2 separate regions of the Mus musculus genome follow, and region 1 is linked to region 2. The links are chromatin contacts, called in public HiChIP or PLAC-seq maps. All regions are on one chromosome and are shown on one strand. The core of a region is the stretch at or near the end of the contact, and the rest is flanking DNA. Distances in the headings are between cores, read along the strand shown. Region 1 has its middle 120 kb from the start of Gm39467. Region 2 has its middle 97 kb from the start of BC006965.

Region 1 (6,276 bases), core at 2,921-5,420, 390 kb before region 2:
TCTTTATCTTGAACATGATTGGATTTGGAGTTGCCCAGGAGACAGACCTCTGGGTTTTTGTGAGGCTTTTTTCAGAGAGGTTTAATTGGGGAAGGAAGACATGAAGGTGGGTGGTACCGTCCGGGAAGCTGGGGTGCCATTCTGAATAGAAAGGAGTGGGGTGGGCAGCAGAGAACTCAAGCTCACAGCATCTTTCTGTCCACGGACACAGTGTGATCAGCCTTTGTCACACCTCTGCCACAGTGACATGATGGGCTGTGTCCCTTCTTACACTGAGAGCCAAACCAAGCCCTTCCTTTCTTTAGTGTCTTCTGTCACAGCGAGGAGAAAATGAACTAACACACTATGCTTCCAAATCCGGCTTTGGAAGAGGGTGTCTGTCGGCGGTGGAGAAGCACCCTCGGAATTATTTACCGATGGTTTGGGTGGAATTGATGTACCAGCTTTGGATCGGTGGATCTGGATACACGTCCTTGCTGTGTACCTGCGGTATCTGCAACCATCACCTTAGCCCATCTAAAAAAAAAAAAGAAGAAGAAGAAGAAGAAGAAGAAGAAGAAGAAGAAGAAGAAGAAGAAGAAAAAGAAAAGGGCTAACCTAACCTAACCTCCCTGGATGGCTGATGTTTTCCATGTACCATGAGTGCCCGGCTTTGTAAACACTGGGCGCCAGAGACTCCTTGCTGGTGGCCTAGTTCCACGAAGCTTGACCTGGTTTTTCCCCCTGGATCATAGTTTGCGATTTTCTTCATGACGTGGTTGTAGGCCTTTTTGAAGTGATCTACCCTAAACAAACCATGAGCAGGAAGTCTTCCGTGGAACAGGACCATACCTTTAAGCGTTAGGCCAGTGTCCTCCATCCAGGAACTCCCAACTATTCTGAACTTCCTTCTCCCAGAGAAAGATCACCTGGGGCCTCTGAGGACTCCTGCCTTCTGTAATGGTTAGAAAGAAAAGTGGATGCTAACCTAACCTGTGTTCTCTGACCATGGCTCCTTCAGGATGTCTGATGGCCTCCTGGAGAGCCCAGAGGAAGGAAGGGCCTCCTGCCTTGGTGTAGGGTAGCCCTGCCAGTTTCCAAGCAGGACGACCTTAGTCTGAGCCCCTTTAATCCGACAGCTGAGTGCAATGAGCCAGGGACCAGGCCCCAGAGGCGGGCTTTTGTGCCAGGCACTGGTGTTCTCTGTCCTCTCTGGGTGGTAGGGAGGTGGCTGCCTGGCACTTCAGAGCTGGCAGAAGATGGGAAACAGAATGTGGAGGCACAGGCTTCAACTGGTTGCCCACTTCTTGGCGGGACCTCTGTTGGTCTGAGCCCATCAGGTGAAGGCAGGTTGGAGAAGCTGTGACCAACCGCCTGCATTTCAAGCCTCGTGCTAGCTCTTGGCACCCTGTTTCTCTCTAACTCTCCGTACCCTATTTCTCAGTCAGTCCTGCCCATCTGCCCTTAGAATAACTAGAAGAAGGTGGCTCTGGAGGAGAGACAACATTGGGGTCAGATGAAGCAGCTGTAGTACTCTGTGCAGCCACTTGGATGGGGTGGCTCAGCAAGAGTTACTGACCTTCAGTTTCTTCATTTGTAGATGGAGGGAAAATCATCTAACATGCTCCTGGAGAGCTGAAATAATGTTACCGAATCTGTAGCCTAGAGCCTAGCACTCTGATCAGCCAAGAGGAAAGGCATCCGATACCTTGTATGTCATAAGCCTCTACATGCTAGGCTGTGTGCCCACTACCTTAGAGCCTTCGTCCTGTGGAGCCACCTTGGAGTTGAGTGACCTGAGGGTGTCTGCCCTCTTATTGGAAGAAGCCTGCCTAAGCTCAGCCAACTCATTCTGGAGTCCCTGATGAATGAGTCACGGGATCAGGCTGGCAATCAGACATCTCGCTGTTGACCACTGTTCCTGGCAGCAGCTGGGACCAGAAGGTGACCCACTGTCCTGTGTACAGACACATTTACTGGAAATAGTTGAGACTTAACATGATCATGGGAAAGATGACCCAGCCAAAAGGAAATCTCACCCTCCACACCCCTGCCTGCCCACGGTACACTCCTGAGCCTGTCTTTCAGGCTTGCATATTGATTGCCTCCAGTGACACAAACTCCATTGACTGAGGCCCTCGCATGCTAGCCTCCTGGTTCTAGAGAATCTGCTACCAGCCCAAGGGACAGGGCCTGAAGACCCTTGTGATTTCTCAGGGAGAATACCCCTGGACAAACTTGTGTGAGTTTCTGTCTAGTCAGGCCGCATCAAATGGAGCTAGCGGGGGTGAGCTTTAGGTTCTAGACTCTAATGCAAGCAATAGCTCCCTCCCAACTCCTGGATTAGTCTGCCAGTGGACTTTTCATGGGTGGGAGAGTGAGTTAATCTGCTGTCACTCCAGGCTGCCTTATCTATATCTGTGAAGCCCCCTCTTCTGGCTTCGAGTTGTATGGTATACAATGCCCCCATCACTTTGTTTGAATTTTTAAACTTGAAACTGTGTGCATGTGCGTATGCAGATGTGCATATCTGTGCACACGTGCAGAGGCTAGAGGAACAGGTCCAATATCTTGTACTATCAATTCTGCCTTGAGACAGAGTCCTCACTGACCTAGGAGTTAGGCTGGCAGCCGGCAGCCAGCAGCCAGCAGCCAGCAGCCAGCAGTCCCAGTGATCTTTTGTCTCCACTCCCCACAGCAATGGGGTTACCTGTGCACATGACGACACCCGGGTTTTATGTGGGTTCTTATGTTTTTCTCAGCAAGTGCTTTTAACCACTGGTCCATCTCTGCAGGCCCTGAATTTTTGGGGAGTGGGGATTGGGACAGAATCTCAGATAGTCCAGGCTGGCCTTAAACTCGCTGTGTAACCAAGGATGATTTGGAGCTTGTGGCCCTCCTAACTCTACCCGCGAGGTATCAGGATTACAGTGATGCTTACTTTATGTGATGCTGGAGATTGAACCCAGGGCTCAAGGCAAGCTAAGCAAGCACTGTACCAACAAAGCTACATCTCCAGCCCCGGTCCACCTGTGTCCTTAAAAGTCTTCCTCCCCAGCCCCAGAGCTCCTTGAAGGCACAGTCTGTTTGTTTCAGGTAACTCCAGGGCCCTTGACTGATGGGACAGGATGGCTAGGTGCTAGAGACTAAGCTGAGAGCTTATTTTGCTAGACACAGTACGGGTTTAGGAGGCCCCCTAGTCTTCTGAATGTCCTTAAGATGTTGCAGACTCGTAACATATCCTGAACTTGCTGAGTGCGTTTTGGGGGTGTCTTATGAGTTTTGCCTATACTGGGAAGCATGAAGTGGGTGGAGCAGTTCCATTCTGAGAGAATGTTCCGGGTGCCCCACGGGAGGAACCCCGAACTGACAGAAAGTGAGAAGCCACTGACAGCCCAAACGTAAGCTGCCCTGCCTTGGTGGGTGGCTGGTGGGTGGGTGTGAGGTAACTAGCTCAGGAGAAGCTGCAGTGGCTCTGTGTGGGAGGGGTGCATGGGAGGGTTGTGTGGGAGGGTGGCCACACCTACCCACTCAGCCAGCAGGAGTCAGCTCCTGGCTTAGTCAAAGCATGAGAGTGACAAATATCATCTAAGTTACCAGGTCCTGGGGACACAAACATTACTCGGGAGTCAAAAACCTGAGTTATTCATCATCGGGGACCTTCTCCCAGCAGGGCCCACAGCCTCTGGGGTTTTGTATTCCAAAGTGGAAGATTTGAGGTCACTTTCTTTTGGAGGAACGGCCAGGGGGACACCAGAGCAATTGTAGAAGCCTAACTACTCTCAGGATGGCAATCTTGCCTTCACTGACGGCCTTACCATGTGCCTTTATGCCAGCCACTCAGGGTCTCTGAATCCTTCCTATTGCAAATGGACAACTGTGCCTCTCAGAACCACTAGAGTTATGATAGCCCTGAGGTCTCAGGACAGCTACTCAAAGGTATCTTCTCCCAAACACGGGAAGAAGCCCAGGGCTGTTGATTGTTTGGAGTGGTGCTTAGGAGGGGTCAATGTGAGCACCACCCTGAAGCTCTCCACTGCTTCCCTTTAGCAGGATTGTCTAGAACTCTCTCTAGATCAAAACTTTGCTTTTGTTTATTTGCTTTGGCTTCTGATGGATACAAAGGGCCTCGTGAGGGTGAGGGGTAGGGAGCCTCCTGATAGCTGGGCAAAAAGCCCAACACTCCTGGCCTGGACACTCCCTCAAGGAAGCAAGGGGTTGTGGTGACCAGCACACTGCATGTGACTTCTCTGCAGACAGATGGACATGAGGTTTGGCAAACTTCCTGCGCCAATGACCTATTCAACTCCCATGGAACAGCCTGGTCCTGCCCCCAGGGGTGAGCTGGTCTGTTTGAGCTGGGCCAAGTTCTTGCTGAACCCGTGACAGAGTCCAGTCCCCAGTTGGTCTTGCCCCCGGTCATAGCCATCCTGAAATACTCTATAAGCCAATAGCACCATCTCCCTAGGGCCTCAGACTTACTCCAGATCCTTTGTGTTAGAGCACTGCTGATTGTTTTTGGAAGAAATAACAGCTTTATGCCTTCCAACCTGAGTATATACTACAAGGGAAGATATAGGAGAGATTGATGAGTAGATTAATATAAAAATATCAAGAACAAAAGGCCTATGTGATGTCATAGACTCTGAGTTATTCCCTTGGATCTTGCAATATAGTGTAGCAAGGCTCAGAACCACTAGGCTAGTGTAGGAAATTAGGAGTCTCCAAGGCGTCTTAGTTTTAGGGATCCCACCCAAGAACATTAAAGCCCACCCCACCCCACATTAAATGTAATTTCATAAGGGAAAGGGGAATGGGGGAAGGTAATAACTTTTGGTTGGTTCGAGAGTTAGGAAAAAAAATCTAACCTTGTGATTCCAGCTTGCTTTCTTTCTTCCTTCCTTCCTTTCTTTCTTTCTTTCTTTCTTCCTTCCTTCCTTCCTTCCTTCCTTTCTTTCTTTCTTTCTTTCTTTCTTTCTTTCTTTCTTTCTTTCTTTCTTTCTTTTTTTTTCTCTTATAACTGAGAGTTGACTAACGGCCATAGCAGACACTGCTATTTTGTAAATAGGTAACTTAAAATCTGTAATGGGAATTAAAGTTCTCTGTATTTGGGAACCAATAGTTTCCTTTCCTTTCCTTTCCTTTCCTTTCCTTTCCTTTCCTTTCCTTTCCTTTCCCTTTCCTTTCCTTTCCTTTCCTTTCCTTTCCTTTCCTTTCCTTTCCTTTCCTTTCCTTTCCTTTCCCTTTCTGTCTGTCTGTCTGTCTGTCTATCTTCCTTCCTTCCTTCCTTCCTTCCTTCCTTCCTTTCTTTCTTTCTTTCTTTCTTTCTTTCTTTCTTTCTTTCTTTCTTTCTTTCTTTCTTTCTTTCTTTCTTTCTTTCTTAAAAAAAGAGTTTCAAGTGTTTCCATGGGTCCTTGAAAGCCTCCAGTTGTTGACCACTGCCTGCGTCTGCTCAAAAAAGATCTTGCTAGATTCAGGCTGAGGTTTGCAAGTTTTGTGCAACAGGTGACTCGTGTTGTGTGTGTGTGGTGTTCCTGTGCACATGCATATGAGGTATGTGGGTGCATATGTGTGTTCCTGTGCACGTGTGTATGAGGTGTGTGTGTTCCTGTGCACATGTATATGAGGTATGTATGTGTGTGTGTGCATGTGTGTATATTCCTATGCACATATATATGAGGTTTGTGTGCCTGTGTGTGTGTTTCTGTGCACATGTGTATGAAGTGTGTATATGTGTGTGTTCCTAGTCATATGTGTGTGAGGTATGTGTATGGATGAGGTGTGTGTGTGCATGTGTGTGTTCCTGAGCACATGTGTACGAGGTGTGTGTGCATATATATGAATGAGTCTAGGTCTATTTCTCAGGTACTGCTCACCCTTTTCTGAGATAAGCTTTCTCACAGACCTAGGGCTAGCCAAGTAGGTTAGGCTGGCTGAGCAGCAAGCCCCAGGAACCCTCCTTTCTCCCATATTCTCAGCCCTTGAAGTACAAGAGTGCACCACCTCTCTTACAGGTTCTGGGGATCAAACTCAAGTCTTTGCACTTGTTTACTGAACAGTCTCCCCAGTTCCCCGCAGTATGGCTTCTTCGAGCCTCACTTTCTCCATCTGTAAATGGGGCTAATTTGCTCTCCTATTTCTACAGTTGTTGGGAAGGTTAGCTGTGATAATGAAGGAAAGTTCATAGTCTGGGGCTTGATTCTACTTATAATAGAGTTATCTGATTAAACATACTAGCATTAAAAATTCAAATGAACAAGACAGGTGGTTCTAGAATTTGGAAAACAAAATATTATT
Region 2 (6,336 bases), core at 276-2,775:
CCCAGCCCCTAGAACTGCAAGACACAAATGTCTGTTGCTTGTGAGTGACCAGTTTTATAGTGTTTTTATTGTAACAGCTCAAGTGCCCAGGCACACAGATTTAATCAAGTTAAGATGAGGTCATTAGGGTGGGCCCTCATCCAACATGAGTGGTGTCCCTATTAAAAAGGAGAAATTTGGACCCCGAGACAGCCAGGCACAGAGTAAAGACTGTTTGAGGGACAGACCGTACAATATCCTGTGGAGACTGTAGTGACAGACTGGGGCTGCAGAAGCTGGAACTGGCAAGAAGACTCTTTCCCTGTGGGTCACAAAGGTGATGTGGCACAGCTGACACTGATGTCACACACACACACATGACCTGCAGAACTATGACAGTGTATATTTCTGTTCTCATAAGCTACATATGGTATATTTTGTTCTGGAGGAAACAGGCATAGACTTTTCTCGTCTTTTAACTCTGCATATCACCCAATCTAACATGACTACCCACTATGTGGTCTTTTAAAACCTGCTCACTGTGCCTATACCAAAATGAGCCATACTTGCTGATGATGGCAAGCTCAGATGCTCTTTGCACTCTTTGAAGCCCCTGGCTTTCCTTTAGCCTTTGGCAGCATCTCTACAAGGCAGCTGTGCATCTTTCCAGCTCCTTATTCTATCCGCAGGCCATCTCACCATCCTTTCTATCTTCCTGAAATTCTGCTCCTTTGATACTCATGGCTTTAGATCATGTGTACCTTATTGCTCTTCCCATGGCCAGCAACCTGTCAGCTCTCACTCTCTCCTACTCTTGAGCACTTTGGTCATACCATGGGCACCACCACATTTATTATGACTAGGAATAGGACAAAAAATCCCAGCAGATGTTGCATCTCTCTCCCCACCTCCCCACTTGTTCTCTCTTTGTTTTTGTTTTTTTTTTCATCTTCTAAGGATGTTCTCCTCTTCCTCTTTGACAGCTTGCTCATTTCTCAGCTCTGTGCAGTTACTGTGGATCTTCTTGCTGGCTTCTCAAATCATGTGTGGAGGATCCCACTCGCCACTCACCATTTACCACCTTCTAGACAAATACCTCTATGAGCCTGACCTCAGAAAATTCCTTACTCTTTTTAGTCCTTGGACACACTGACCTCTGGGTTAATCCCCCCATTCTTCCATGTCTTCATTATCTTCTCTGACATCAAAACCATCGCATAAGCACACAGCCCCCACTGTTCCCTCCAGTCTGCAGATCTGAATATCTCCTCCCGGTTTCAGCATAGACACGTTCCTCCCATAAGTCTGGACCAGTGTTTTTGGGGCCAGCTGGAGAAAGACATGGGGTAGGACTGCATGGTCATGCCTTGATGTTTGACTATGGGCCTCCCATGGGCCCTTGGCAATCTCTGGCAATCTTTCTACATTTCCCTGGTCAACTCAGTCCTTCCACCCCAGGCCACAGTGTGACATCTCCTCTCCTGACATCCACCCCCTCACTCTCAGTTGATGACCTCACCTTGTACTCACTGAGAAAACAAGCAGGCAGCCACCTAAAAATGAGTCACCTCGTTACCTCTTCTAGCCCCGTGTCTTCTGCTTTCCCTGCAGTCAGTATCTAGATCCCAGCAAAGGGTACTATTCCACCCATAGCCACTGTAAACACGTCACCTCATCGGTGACCACTCTTGATTGTGACATGGTCTTTGCAGTCTAGTGTCCTTACCATCTATTGGTACTTACCATCCACAGTGCACTGGACTCCCCTTCTGGATCCCTGTCCCCTTCCTCTTAGCTTCCTCCACCTACAACATTTTTCTTTCTGCCATGTTAACAGAACTCTTTGAAATTGTTACCTTTAGCTCTGCCTCCCAGCTTCCGATCACCTTTGTCTTATGGGCTCTTCTTCACCCTACCTCACAAAGTTTCTGTCTCCGTTACTCATCTCCTACCTCAGGCTCAGAACCTCCATTCCTCTTCTGGTACTTCTTCAGCATTGGAAATGCCACCTTTCATTGTTTTTCTACTGTTTCTCCTGTCCCCTTGATAGAGTCATTTTCTCTTTCCTTTAGCTTTGATGCACTTCATTCCTCAGCCTGTAAATAATTGTGAATCCCAGAGCTCCTGGGGCTTTTCTCTTACTTACACATTTCTTACTTAACAAACCTTGCTATGGATCATGGCTTTAAATATCATCTAAATCTGGGTGACTCACATTTTTTATCTTTAACCCCAATCTCTCTCATGAATTCCAAGCTTGTATATCTAATTGACTATGAGATATCGCCACCCCAACATCTGATAGAAATGGAATTCATGACCCTCCCTCTGCTCCCTCGAACACTTATGTGTCTATCACAGGTTTTCTCATCCCAGTAGTCAACATGACCTTTTCCTACAGTCTGGGTCTTGTGCCTACGAAATACCATCGACTCTTCTTGTTTTCTTTATAACACAGGGGAATCAACCATCAAAATGGATTATTCTATAGAGTATATATTATAAGAAACAACGGGCTAATGTAGTATCAAACCCTAAATCATGGAATTTTGTGGATATCGTGTATCAAGAGGGATATGGGTGGAGGTGTTATTTTAAAATCTTGGCCAGCGATAGAGTCTGAGAAAAATGACAATAAACCAAAGTCGTCATATCATTTTACATTTCTTGTTGAGTAACAGGACATCTGACAAAAACAACTTAAAGAAGAAAGAGTTTCCTCTGGCTCATGGTTTGAAGGAATATAGTTCATCCTGGTGGGAAGGCCTGGCGAAGGAATATGGGCAGTTGGCATCCTTGCATCTATGGTTGGGAAACAGAAGTGAGTTCTGATGCCCAGAAATCTCTCTCCATTTCCTCTTTATATCCAGTTTGGGATCGTAACCCATGTGATGCTGTGACTCTCATTCAGTTAAACCTCTCTAGAAACAACGCCACAGATGGATGCTCCCCAAAGGACCTCTCCTAGGTGATTCTAAACATAGCCAAATTCGAAATAATTAATCCTGTGGCATTTCTTGAACTGTAAGGAGTCACAGCTCCAACAGCATCCAGTGGGGTGAACACTCCATGAGAACAAACAGCAAGCATCAGGTAACCAGGAGCACGCCTTCCTCCAGGGCTACCAGGTCAGAGTACCGGAGACAGAGAGAATGTTTCCCATTAAGCTGCCACAACAAAATCCTGCGACTTCATGGTTTGAACAACGGTAACTCATTTCCTCCCCCTTCTGCAGTCCGAGATCAAGATACAGTCCCGTTTTGTTTTTAGCAGGGAATCTTTTCCCAGCCTATATACAGACACCTTCTCATTCTTTCTAAGCTATTCCCTAATTCATGCAAGAGAGAGGTAGCTTTCTACCTTTCTCTTCTTCTTAGATGTCTAAGAGGCCTAAGTGGATGCTCACAGTCAGCTATTGGATGGAGCACAGGGCCCCCAATGGAGGAGCTAGAGAAAGTATCCAAGGAGCTAAAGGGATCTGCAACCCTATAGGTGGAACAACATTATGAACTAACCAGTACCCCGGAGCTCTTGACTCTAGCTGCATATGTATCAAAAGATGGCCTAGTCGGCCATCACTGGAAAGAGAGGCCCATTAGACACACAAACTTTATATGCCCCAGTTCAGGGGAATGCCAGGGCCAAAAAATGGGAATGGGTGGGTAGGGAAGTGTGGGGGAGGGTATAGGGGACTTTTGGGATAGCATTCTAAATGTAATTGAGGAAAATACATAATAATAAAAATATTTAAAAAAAAAGAGGCCTGTTGGATCAAAACGCCATCATTACAACTTTATTTAATCTTACTGCCTTCCTCAGAACTATTCCTGTATACAGACACACTGGGTGTTGGAGCTTCAGTGTATACATTCGAGAGATTGTGCTTGTCTGTATCAAGGGGTTATGGGAGGAATCAGAGGCCAGATTGTGAGATTTTCTTAGCCCAGGGAATGAAGAGTGTGTTTTATTCTTATTATAGTGAATGCTAATGGGCAGCTTTGAGTGGTCATATTCTATCATGGTATGACTTCTATAAACAAACAAAGCTGTCTGCCTGGTAGAGAATGAATTGTAAGAGATCAAGAGAAGAAACAATGCATCCAGCTAAGGGCCATACAGATATTCTAGTGTGATGCCTGGCAACTCTTTCCTAGAAAGGCTCAGATAGAAAATTGTTTAGACTTTTAAGGCCCAAAGTCTGTCACAAAGACTGGATTCTGCCATCAAAATAAAATCATCTGTGGATAACGTGTAGGTCATTATTTTAGCACCTCTTTCTAACAGACACTGGGCTGAATTTGGTGATTGAATTGTGGTCTGTAGACCTTTGTTGTAATCTAGAAATGGCCAAGGCTTGGTTCAGACCCTAAAGAAGTAGGGAGATGCAATGAGACCCAGCTGACTCTGGGCTGTGTGAGAGGCAACCCTGAGCCTTCTGTAAAGGAACTATGAGAAAATCAGAATGAGGACAGAGCCAGGTACCTTCTTTCTGAGATCCACTTTCTTGTGTGTGTGTGTGTGTGTGTGTGTGTGTGTGTGTGTGTGTGTGTGTGCTTGTGTGTATGTGCATGTATGCACTTGTGTGTGTATTCATGTGTGCACTTATATGTATATGTGTATGTATTTATGTATACATGTGTGCGTGTGTACACATGTGTGCCTGTGTGTATACTGTGTGTATGTACTTGTGTGTATGTGCATATATGCACTCTTGTGTGTGTTCATGTGTACACTTATGTGTATACATGTGTATGTATTTATGTGTACATATAGGTGTATGTGCCTGTGTGTATACTGTGTGTGTGTGTGTGTGTGTGTGTGTGTGTGTGTGTGTGAGAGAGAGAGAGAGAGAGAGAGAGAGAGAGAGAGAGAGAGATTCTCATGTTCATGTGTACATGTGTGTGGGAGTCAGAAGACTGCTGCAGGTGTCATTTCTCAGACACAATCTACCATTTATTTTATTTTTTGATATATGGACCCCCACTTGTCTGGCATTACCTAGGAGGTTAACTATCAAGCCCCAGGCATCCACTTACCTCTGCTTTCTCAGTGAAAGTGCGCACCACTGTGTCTAGCCACTTGTTTCTTAATATGTATTCTGTGAATCGAATCCAGGTCCTTATTCTTGCACACCACGGGGATATGTATTTGCCCCCAAGATCCTCTTTCAAGCATTTGCATTCACTACAGGGATGACTCACTCCTCATTGCTCAGAAGGGACTAACGCTTATGTTCCTGTTACAATAAATAGGGGAAATCAGGTGGCTATCAAAAAAATGTAAGTGCTGCATTCAATTAGTAGAAAATAAGATGAACTTGAACCGATTTTACAAATCCAGACTTTCAACTCCCTCCTCCAAAGCAGCTCTTGGGGGCAGAGTGGGAAGAGATGGTGGGGAAGGATTTCTTAAAGAGGAAGGAATCTTTTACAACTGATATTATTTAGACTCACCGATGCAAGGTACCAAGAGAAAAGCAGGCCCACTCTTAATTATTTCCATAATTGCCTTTAAACTCCCAACCTTCAGTTTACCTTTTTATTGCCTGTGCCCAAGGCAGGTGTACCCCACTGTCTCCCACCTCGCCCCAAGGAAACAATGAAGCCCTTTGACTAGCATCTCTCCATGTAAATGGTGAGACAGGTATTTAGTTCTAATGCCCCTATAAATGTTCAGTGTGATGTGCACATATCCCCCCTCCATGAAAAAGAAAGTGGGGGGATTAAGAACTGGTGGGAGACAAAACAGCATTAATCATTCACGGTATGATGGAGGTCTCAGTAACCAGGAATCTAGCAATTTTTCAGTTGCAGTCATTGATTAACACAGGGGATTAAGTAGCAGCCATTGGGACATTTTATACACTGTGGCCAAGAACCTGAGGTGCAAAGGAACGTCTAGCAGGGCAGGTCCTGTCCCCAGAGGCCTCCACTCCCTCTTTCGCACACTGTCCAGGTTACTTTCCCATCTTCGGGAACACACTGTGCTGGCTCGGGCTGCAGAAGCCTCTCGCTGTAGTAATGAAGGGCACACTTGTAATGTTGGGCTCAGTGACAAGAACAACACGAAATAGCCCTCTACCCACCCACTGAGAAAACCGAGTGTGTCACACTTCTCTGTGTCATGCCTTTAAAAATATCCCCACCGACGGTCAGAGGAGGCTCAGGTTGGGTTTGAGGAGTGTTTAGTGCAGAATGGCACCAGGTGGAAAATGTCTCACCAGAAGCTCGTGGACCCCAGGGAAGGACATCCGCCTGCCTTGCATGTGTGTGCACGTGTAAGAATGAATGCTCAAGGGAAGTGGGGGGTGGGCGGCAACGTCTTCACTCTCTGCTCCCCTCTTTTATTTCTTGTTTA

The links. HiChIP or PLAC-seq counts read pairs in DNA pulled down with a chosen protein or histone mark.
Region 1: a contact with region 2 is called in a FOXA1 HiChIP or PLAC-seq map of pancreatic cancer cells. The contact joins two enhancer-like sites.

Annotation. Positions count from the first base shown.
Region 1 is chr11:113,006,700-113,012,975 of GRCm38.p6, reverse strand. No RefSeq gene overlaps it. Among named protein-coding and RNA genes, the nearest start is that of Gm39467, 120 kb to the left of the region's middle. Within about 2 kb of position 4,170, at least 38 of the 459 cell types and tissues checked have an H3K27ac peak or open chromatin away from gene starts, as enhancers often do. A contact at or near this core is called in pancreatic cancer cells, where this site is marked.
Region 2 is chr11:112,610,985-112,617,320 of GRCm38.p6, reverse strand. No RefSeq gene overlaps it. Among named protein-coding and RNA genes, the nearest start is that of BC006965, 97 kb to the left of the region's middle. Within about 2 kb of position 1,525, at least 24 of the 459 cell types and tissues checked have an H3K27ac peak or open chromatin away from gene starts, as enhancers often do. A contact at or near this core is called in pancreatic cancer cells, where this site is marked.